Linked DNA regions of Mustela erminea: region 1 is linked to region 2. A link is a contact called in public Hi-C data. All regions are on one chromosome and are shown on one strand. The core of a region is the stretch at or near the end of the contact, and the rest is flanking DNA. Distances in the headings are between cores, read along the strand shown. Region 1 holds the start of MTFR1L (mitochondrial fission regulator 1-like). Region 2 holds the start of PAFAH2 (platelet-activating factor acetylhydrolase 2, cytoplasmic).

Region 1 (4,788 bases), core at 605-3,104, 160 kb before region 2:
TGATGTTCTTAAAGTGAGTTTGTGATAGACCTAGTAGTAGAACTTAGTACTGTTTTTAGGATCTGATGAGAAAGATTCTGAAGTTAATTACCCATTTCTTAGAAACAGAGCCTAAGGTAGGCCTTAGGTAATTTTTTATTTTTTTTAAAGGGAGTACGCTTCAGGAAAAAAACCTGTATAAGAAGAGATGAAAAAGGGGAGCCTAGCTGGCTCAGTTGCAGGAGCATGTGACTCTTGATCTCAAGGTTGTGAGTTCAAGACCCATGTTGGGTATAAAACTTACTTAAAAAAAATAAAATCTCTTTTTAAAAAGCCTTAAATTTTTTTTTTTTTTAAATTAAAAGAAAGGAGTAATGAAGAATGGGGGAAGGAAAGATGCTAAACAGGAATAGAGTCTCAAATCCTAGCCTGGGCATGATCACGGGGGAAGGGTTCTGGAATATAAGCCTCACCACAGAGTACAACCTGTCTTTGGTACTCTGTGTCAGTCAGTCATTGACTTGGGAGGTGGAGTAAATTCCCAGGTTAGGGCCTATGGGCTCCCTGTTGTAAGTGCAATTTTCCAGCGAAGGGGGCAGCTGTGTGAAGCCCGCACAGCAGCCGGAAGGTGGGTTCGCTGGGAGGGTAGAGGTGATCTGAATGGATCACCAAGGCAGCATCTAGCACCCTCAGGAAAGGGTGATCTGCAAGATCCGCCTTGAGATCAAGAGTCACATGTTCCTGCAACTGAGGAGAATCAATGATTAAACAACAATTTGCCATCCTGGAAAGAAGGCTGGACCTGGAAGTCAGCCCTCGTCATTTGAAATATGGTAAGGATCAGGGTGGACCCCTGAGGTCCCTGGCTAGGACAGCTATGTAATTTGCAGGATCTAGTGCAAACTGAAAACTGCAGGGCCCCTTGTTAATTTAGACACACACACATTAAAGAGGGCAACAGCAGAGTGTTAAAGCAAGTGCGGAGTTCTGAGCAAGAGGTCCTGTGTGGACTGCCCGACCCTGTCCCCGCTGTGAAGCCAGCCTGTCCGCCGGCAGCTGGGATTGCAGGCTTTGAGACCCAAGAACTGCAGCCGGGGAGCCAGGCACAGCTGTATGCAGAGGGCAGAGGAGAGCACGTGACCCAGGCCTGGAAGCCACGGAGACCAGAATTAGGACCAGGACGGGGTGGGGGTGGGGGGCTGTTGTCTAAGCGGGAAGATGGAGTGGGTGAGTGAGCCTGGAAGGAATGTGGGTCTCTGTCCCAGTACCTCTGGCGTCTTACCCATCGATCTACTATCTCACTGAATCTACCGTGTGTGTGTGTGTGTGTGAGAGAGAGAGAGAGAGAGAGAGAGAGAGAGAGCGCGAGCGAGCGAGAGAGCCAGCAAGCTGCGAAGAGCTAAAGGGCAGTAGTCACAGGAGAGAGAGGCTTCTTGTTGGACAGAAGACTGTAGAGGATCTTGGCTGGGAAGCTAGAAGTGTGAAAAGCGGACAGGCGAGATGAGGCGAGGCAAGAGGGAGGTCCGGAGGGCCTGGAACGCCAGAGGAAGGATTCTCAAGTGTGCCTAAGCGGAGGGACAGCAGACGCCACACAATTTGGGGTCCGGGCAGAGATGTAGCCAGGCCTCCGCCGCTAGAGGTCGGATCAGGACTACCCTAGAAGAAGAGCAAGGAGGCGGAGACCAGTGGCGGAAGCGGCCAATTAGGCCGCGGGGATCTCCAAGCGCCGTCAACTTTTCCCAAGGCCTGAGCCAGTGCAGGCGTGGTCTTGGGGGTGGGCGTGTCCCCTTCCTCGGGATTCCCGCGTGAGGCCGCCCGCAGCCCCGCCCCGCCCCCGCCGAAGCCGCTGTCCGCCGTCCGAGGGCGCGCGGGGCTCGCCGCTCGGTGCGCAGGCGCGATGGATCGCTTCCGGGGGCGGGTCAGCGGAAGTGAGGGCGGCTGAGGCTGGGCGGCCCGCTGAGGTAGGAGGGGCCGTGAGGTGAGTGAGTCCCGGAGCCGGAGTCTGAGGTGAGACTATGTCCGAGTGCCGCTCCGGAGGCGGGAGCGCGGTCTCCCAGCCCGACTGTCGACGCGGCCTAGTGCCAGGGGCTGTGTGGAGTCCGCGGCTCCTCTTCCCGCGCCAGTTCTCGCGGGAGCCCGTGTTGTCCGCCTCGCTCGGCTGAGGGTGGGAGGACTCTCCCCTGGGGGTAGTTGCTCGCCCGAGTCACCCAGCTTCGGTGGCTGTGCTACAGCAGAAGTTTGTCGTTTCGCCTGCGCTCCTCGGCCAGCCAGACCACTTCGGCCTCCTCGCTTCTTCGGGACCTGGACCCGGGCCCGTGGGTCCGAGGGCCACCAGGGCCGGCGGCGAGAACTTAGCCGACCTTGGCCCTTTGGGGTCGGACCGTTACGGGGGAGGGGAGGCGGGTCCCGGGCAAGGTCCCTGCAGCGGTTCCCCCCGTGCAGCCGCTTGGGGCTCACGCGGACTGTCCCTCGCCAGGTTCTACCGAGTGCGGCGACCTCGGTGGTGTGCTTGGTGCCGGGGTGATGAGAGCAAACCCTGCCCCGGGGGAGCCCCAAGTCTAATGCGGGAGAGCGTGTGTGAACAGGCCATGACAGCGGCCTGGAAAGGGGTCGTGGGAACGTAGGGGTGCTGAGAACCAACCTGCGTTGCCAGCGAACTGGGGGAAGTCTTCTAGCGGATGACACTTGGGGCGGGGAGGGAGGTGAAGGCTAAGCCAGAGTTCTCCTTCGTTCGTGAGCTAACGTTGACGTGCTCACTGGGGACTAGGCAGGCACTGTGCTGTGCCTGGGGAAGCTCCTGCCCTGCGACAGACAGCTGATTACGCGGGCTCTAATTACTACTGTGAGAGAACTGGGAAGGAAACGTGGGGTGCTGGGGGAGGGGAGGTGATGCTTGAGCTCTGAAGAATGAGCTTGGTGAAGAAGATGCTGGTGTTTCTGGCAGATTGGATCTGTGGAGAGGCGCTGAGAGGTGGTCAGCATGGCTGCAGGGCAAGGGGAACATGGGAGGTGTGGCTGTCAAGTGTATAGGGGCCCAGTTGTAGGCCTTGGAGTTTGGTCTAGTTAGGTTGGGCCTGATTGTGGAGGACCCTGCAGGCCATCCCGTCTAGATGTTGGCTCTAGTGGGGCGGGGTGGGGAGTGGGGTTAAACATAGGAGCAATGTGTCCTAGAAAGATCCCTCTGGCTGTTGCGTTAGGCCTGAGTCTTTGGAGGTAAGTTTGGAGAGGAAGTGGTTGTAGTGTCTAGAGTGAGAAACACGGGGAAGCACTGTTGTGTGAAACTCGTGGAAGGTGGTGATATTTAACACAGAGCCTGGCACACAGAGGAACTCTGATAAAAGGCTTGAACTGCATGGAGGTGAGCCCATGCAGAAGGCAGCAGAATCTGGATCAGACTTGAAGTGCTTTCTACTGGCATGGCCACTGAGTAACCTTAAGACACTTCCTCTCTCCAGCTTCCTTTCCGCATTTGTATAATGTGAGTGACTACTCCTCTCCCACAGGTGAAAGAGAAATCCTGCAAGGGAGATTTCAGCCCATCCCCTGCTCAGAGCCTGTCCTTTGTTCCCCAGTGACTTCCCTGAGCATTCCCAGCCCTCATGACTTGACCCCCAGTATACCTGTGCTATTCTTTACGCCTCTCTCACTGTCCTGTCCTGGACCTGTGCTTTTGTTGCTGTTTTTCATCCCTTCCTACCCTCTCTGAACTCACCATGAGGCCTTGGGGCCAGGGGCCTGCATTCACCTGGCCACCTGCTCAGTGTACCTTTCTTAGGAGTGATACTCAGCATTTGTTAGACTTGGGTATTCAAGTCTTATAGCTCTTCATATTGTGTGTTCCTTGAGAGCACGGATGTGTCTTACCCCTTCTCTAGCCCTTGCAGTGCCCAGCACAGGGCCTGCCACAGAGCAGGTATTATTATGTTTGATGAACAAGGGAGTGAGCTCATTGATTGCATCTGCTCACCATGTCAGAGCAGCTGCGAAGAATACAATCAGGAGTGATCCCATCCATCTGTGTTGTGTTGTTACAGTTAATTAAGCGCTTTAAAATCTTACCCTATTTCACTGATTGATCTTTAAGGTAATCTAGGATGGCTGCTCTTGTACTCTTTTTACATATGGAAAAACCAACATTCAGAAAAGTTATGGGGCTACCAGACCAGTAGATGGCTAAACAGGATAAAAATTGTTAGCTCTCTTCCCTGTAGCCCAGTAGATGGAGACTGACAAGAGCTGGTGGTTTATTCTTCTTTTGTCTACTTTACCTCTCCCCCTTGCCAAGACTCAGCGGTTCTAGGCTTCGTGGCACATGCTGGGGCTTTTACACCCTATCTTCAAGAAGGAATGCTGGGTTTGAGCGGTACCTACAGTTTGGCTTTTAAACTACCGAGAAAGTTCTGTTTATATCTCTGTAAGTAATGCCTCAGGAAACCCAAGGGATCCGGAAGATCCCAGAGTTGGCCAAGCTCATGCCACAGGTCTGGGACAGAACCTTCAAGGGTCTGGATTCGGGGAGGGCAGCCTCTTGGGTTGTTTTTCTTCCCTGTGAAACATCAGAGAAACCTTGGTGTTGGTCATGGCTCTGCAAGGACCTGGTTTTTGTGGGGCTTGTGTGGTGGCCATTGAGTCTCCACTGTGGGGGTTGTTTCACAGGAAGGGAAATCTGGTGTTCCTTAAAGATGGCCTGATATGAAGAAATCACGCCTCCAGCCTCCCCAAGCCCCCAGAGCTGCCCTGTGGCTGCCTTGTCCTTCAAGTGCAGGAGCTGGTTGAAATGTCCGGGATGGAAGCCAATGTGGTAAGGGG
Region 2 (4,187 bases), core at 1,127-3,626:
TCTCATCAGCAAGGTTTGAGAACCTCTGGCCCAGATGACACAAAGGACTTTTTATTCAGAGATGCACCCACGCAACAAACACCTGCTGAGAGTATACGATGTTCTAGCCCACCATTTTATGGTAATGAAATGACCATGGATTTCACTGGGTTCAATCCCTGTGGCTACCTAGAACCATGTTCCTGCCAATCACAAGGCTTAATGTAGTGCCTTGCATAAAACTGGTCTCAATAATTAACTTATCCAATGAATCTGATTTAATTTTTACACAACTTATGCCTCACTTCTTTGGATATACATACTATACAAAGGCTGTATTTTATACTTCTTTGTAGGCCGAACCATCTACCCTAATGTTTTCCTTATGTAGTAAGGACCCACTAAATGCTCCTTTACTTGGCTTTGATTTAAAACCACTCAATTCTTTTTTTTTTTTTAATCCAAAAATAAGGCTATATGGCATAGTGTAAAAAGAAAGGCTTTGGTGACAGTCCGAATTCCAGTTCTTAAATGGCTGTGATCTTGAGCAAGATCCTTAAATTCTGAGCCTCTGAGAATTTATCCTATACGGCAGAAATAACAGCACCCATGAGGTTGTCGATGATTAAATAATGAATATAAAACACCTGACATGTAGAAGGCACTATAACCAGAGATAATAACTCTAACTACAGTAATTACTACAGCATGACCTCTCTAAGCCCAAGTTCTTTATAAGTAAAATGAAGCCACTTCAAAAGTTAAATTTAAATAAAAAAATTGAGAAAATATATACAAATTTGAAAAAATACATAAATAAGAAAAGTGCTATATTGCCTAAGGCTTGGTACATTTTAAGTGCTCACAAAATGTTAAAAATTAATTAACAATGCTATTTCATCATACCTGGCCAAGGGGTCAAGGTCTCTTTCATCTTTTCTGTATTAAAACCTTTGGCAAAGTGGAACCTTTCTCCCAGCCTTCTTGAGTCTGAAACACCCCAGCAAAAATCAGAGTGTACTAAAAAGGCCCACAAGAGCCCAGGAGATGGATGGTTCCTACAATGCAGCTGTCCCATCTCCTGCTGGGATCCTGTTTCCAGTGAGCAGAAACCAGCCACCCTTTTGCCAGCTGTGTGGACTTTTCATCACTGGCTATTTCAGGACAGAGTCCAAGAGAAGCAGTTCTGGGGCTTCCTTTCAGACAAAGCTCTCTGGAGACTTAAAGCTCATCTGACCTTTGGTCTCTGGAGGAAGTGAGGAAATATCCTACTCTTAGAGAATGGAGACACCAAGCATTCAAGGGGTTAGCTTGAGCAACAAGGGGGAAGAGAGAGAAAAGAACCCAAGATAAAGGGACGCCTGGGCTCAGTGGGTTAAAGCCTCTGCCTTTGGCTTAGGTCATGATCCCAGGGTCCTGGGATCCAGCCCAGCATGGGGCTCTCTGCTCAGCGGGGAGCCCGCTTCCCTTCCTCTCTCTCTCTCTGCCTGCCTCTCTGCCTACCTGTGATCTCTGTCTGTCAAATAAATAAATAAAATCTTAAAAAAAAAAAAACCCACACACCAAGATAAGAGTGTTCCAGAGCATTAATAATTCTAATAAAAATAACCTCTCTGGCTTGTGGAAGCGTTACAGTTTAAAAAGCCCTTTCACACATATTAGCTTATTGGCTCCACCGAAGAGCCTCACCCTAAGACTGACAGAGCAATTGCCATTTCCATTTTGTAAACGAAGAGCGGGAGTCCCGGGGAGATTGCTTGATTTGCCCAAGATCCAAGGTCACAAAGCGAGTGAGCTGCGGGAGGACGGGCAGATCCTGGGTCTGCCGAGTCCAGGGCTCTTCCACAGTGACAAGAGGGAATGGCGACTTTTCTTCCACGAGCATGAAACAGCGGTAAGTGAAGGGAAGAGAGAAGCACACAGGAGGCGTGGGGCATAAAGACGCCCAGGTTTCGGGGACGTCACGTTGTGTGCTGCGGGTGGGGCTGTGGGGGGGCTGGGTCCTACCACCAGAGCTCAGGGTGGGATTCCAGGGGCGCCGGGAGGCGCGAGATGATAGTGGGAGCATTAAGGGTGAGGGTAGATACTGGAAGTGTCTGAAGAGGAAACAGGAAAGAATGAAGGATTAATCTCAGAGTTACTGGGATTGAGACAAGCAGCCCCCAAACCCGGCTGGAGAATGAAAAACCGGTTGATAGCTCAGCTCAGAACAAGAGCTTTCTCCAAGCCAACTTACCCAGCCAAGTTGACCCCTCAGAAGTAACCAAGAAGGTCAACTCCACCGAAACCAGAAACTACTCCGAACCCCGTGGCCCTTGGGTAGGTGTAGTTTTCAGAACTCATCATTGGCCCTTAAAAGCACTCCCCTCCTCTCCGCATAGAACTACAACTTCCGAGGTGCATCGCGCAGGACTGCGCATTGCGACCCTTAAAACTACAATCCCCAGAGTTCCACGCGTCCCCTCATTGTTGAATGATACCGCCCAAGTCTCGGGGTACGGCGCGATTCCTCCCCCTGGCGGTCTGAGACGTCGCCTCCACGATTACAAGACTCGAGCGGAGGGTTACCGCTTATAGTTCCGGTTAGTAACCCTCCGCCTCACCATTTCTCAAATAATTCCTGGGCGTGCCTACTAATACCCGTGGCTTCGTCTTTTCTCAGGGAGTGCGGGCTTTTTGGGGAGTTATGGCCCTTTTTTTGATTTACCCGTACTTTGCACTCTGTGAGAATATGAAACTGATCATTCAAGTTAAGCGCATATTTTCTACCAACCGATACTTGTTGACACTTGGGATTTTCCATTGTCCTTCAGAAACTCACCGACAGAAAACAGGAAGGACCCGGAGGGATCACTGCCCCACCCCCTCCAGCCTAGCCCCTTCAGCCGACATCCCTTTGCAGCCCCTGTGCTGGTTCTTAGGGACACGGTGGTGAACAAGATACTGTCCCTAGCTTCAAATGAAATCACAATCTAGCGGAGGATCCCGACAGATGAAGAAGTACACCACCAGCGATACGTGCTCTAATAGGGGAAACAGAGGGGTTGTGGGAACCCTGAAAGGAGGCACCTGCGCAGGCTTCGGGAAAATGGAACAGTGACAGAAGGCTTCTTAGAGATCTTAGAAAGACGCTAAAACTGAGAATTGAGGGATTTAGACTTAGCCAGGAAGGGGATTGTGAAGAATGCCTTAGATTCAGGCGGGATGGAGCACAGGAGTGGAGGGAGGGAGTGGAGAGACACCTGGGGAGGTAGATAGAGTCACGTCCTCGAGTCTTATAAACTTCTGTAAGACATTTGGATCATTCAAGCGATTTAAAAACTGTCAACACCTTCCAACTACCTACCGAACGAGGTCCCAATTTCAACAACAAACGAGGTTTGTTGAGGTTATAGAAACAGCAGATACAGGCAAAGCGTCTGGGAGACTCAGAAAGGAAGAGAGCGTGAGTCTCATCTTTGCTTGGGGTCTGGGGGATTTGCAGACAATCATGGTACCATGCACGTGTCCTCTCAGGCATCCAGGAACTGGTCAAAACAAGGACAAGGTCCCAGGTCACGCACTCCTCAGAGTTAGGGGTCTTGGTGTTGAGATTTCTAGCACCAGGGATTTGGAATATGCACAAGATGGCTCTGCCTAGTAGTTCCTTAGATATTATCTATTGTGCTGGAAGGCTCCAAATATATCATTAACTCTTTGTCCCTTACAAGGGACAAAGTATGTATGTCCCTTACAAGGAGGACATACATACAATAAGGCATGTGTAGGGCAAGGGTGCAGGTCTAGCAAGAATAGAAGCCCAAAAAGGAACAAAGGAAGAAAAACAAAAACAAAAAACAGCTTTTTCTCTCATGGGATCCCTTCAGTTTCCGTGCCTCGGCTTGGCATTGGAGGTCCTCCTCAACCTGGCCCCCCACTACTTCCCCAGAAGTGTTGCTCACTCTGACAGGGATGTCCTCTCTTCTGCTCTGCCTCTAGCTACCTTCACCTCCTGCCATTCTCGAGATGCATCTGGGTTTTGTTGTTACCTCGACACCTTCATTCATGCTCTTTCCTCCACTAGATGCTGCCAGGTGGCTGGTCTGATCCTGCTAGGCGCTCCTCCCCATGAAGCTTCCCTGATTCCTCACGTCTCAAAGGACCTCTGCCCTGCTCAGTTGCTGGGATATTTGTGCACACCTCTCATGTAGGGGCTTAGCAAGAAATTG

Evidence for each region. A called contact is a pair of places that touch in the nucleus more often than the background predicts.
Region 1: a Hi-C map of spleen shows a contact between it and region 2, with 7 times the contacts expected there. The contact joins the promoter of MTFR1L here to the promoter of PAFAH2 in region 2. A contact is called at or near these places in 3 of 3 Hi-C or Micro-C datasets (fibroblasts, skeletal muscle and spleen).

The regions. Positions count from the first base shown.
Region 1 is chr10:90,943,030-90,947,817 of mMusErm1.Pri, reverse strand. It overlaps MTFR1L (mitochondrial fission regulator 1-like), which reads left to right and starts at 1,854. Exons shown (of 7, transcript XM_032301832.1): 1 at 1,854-1,957; 2 at 4,636-4,780. The coding sequence starts at 4,757.
Region 2 is chr10:90,779,436-90,783,622 of mMusErm1.Pri, reverse strand. PAFAH2 (platelet-activating factor acetylhydrolase 2, cytoplasmic) reads right to left here and starts at 2,376. Exons shown (of 11, transcript XM_032301912.1): 1 at 2,216-2,376.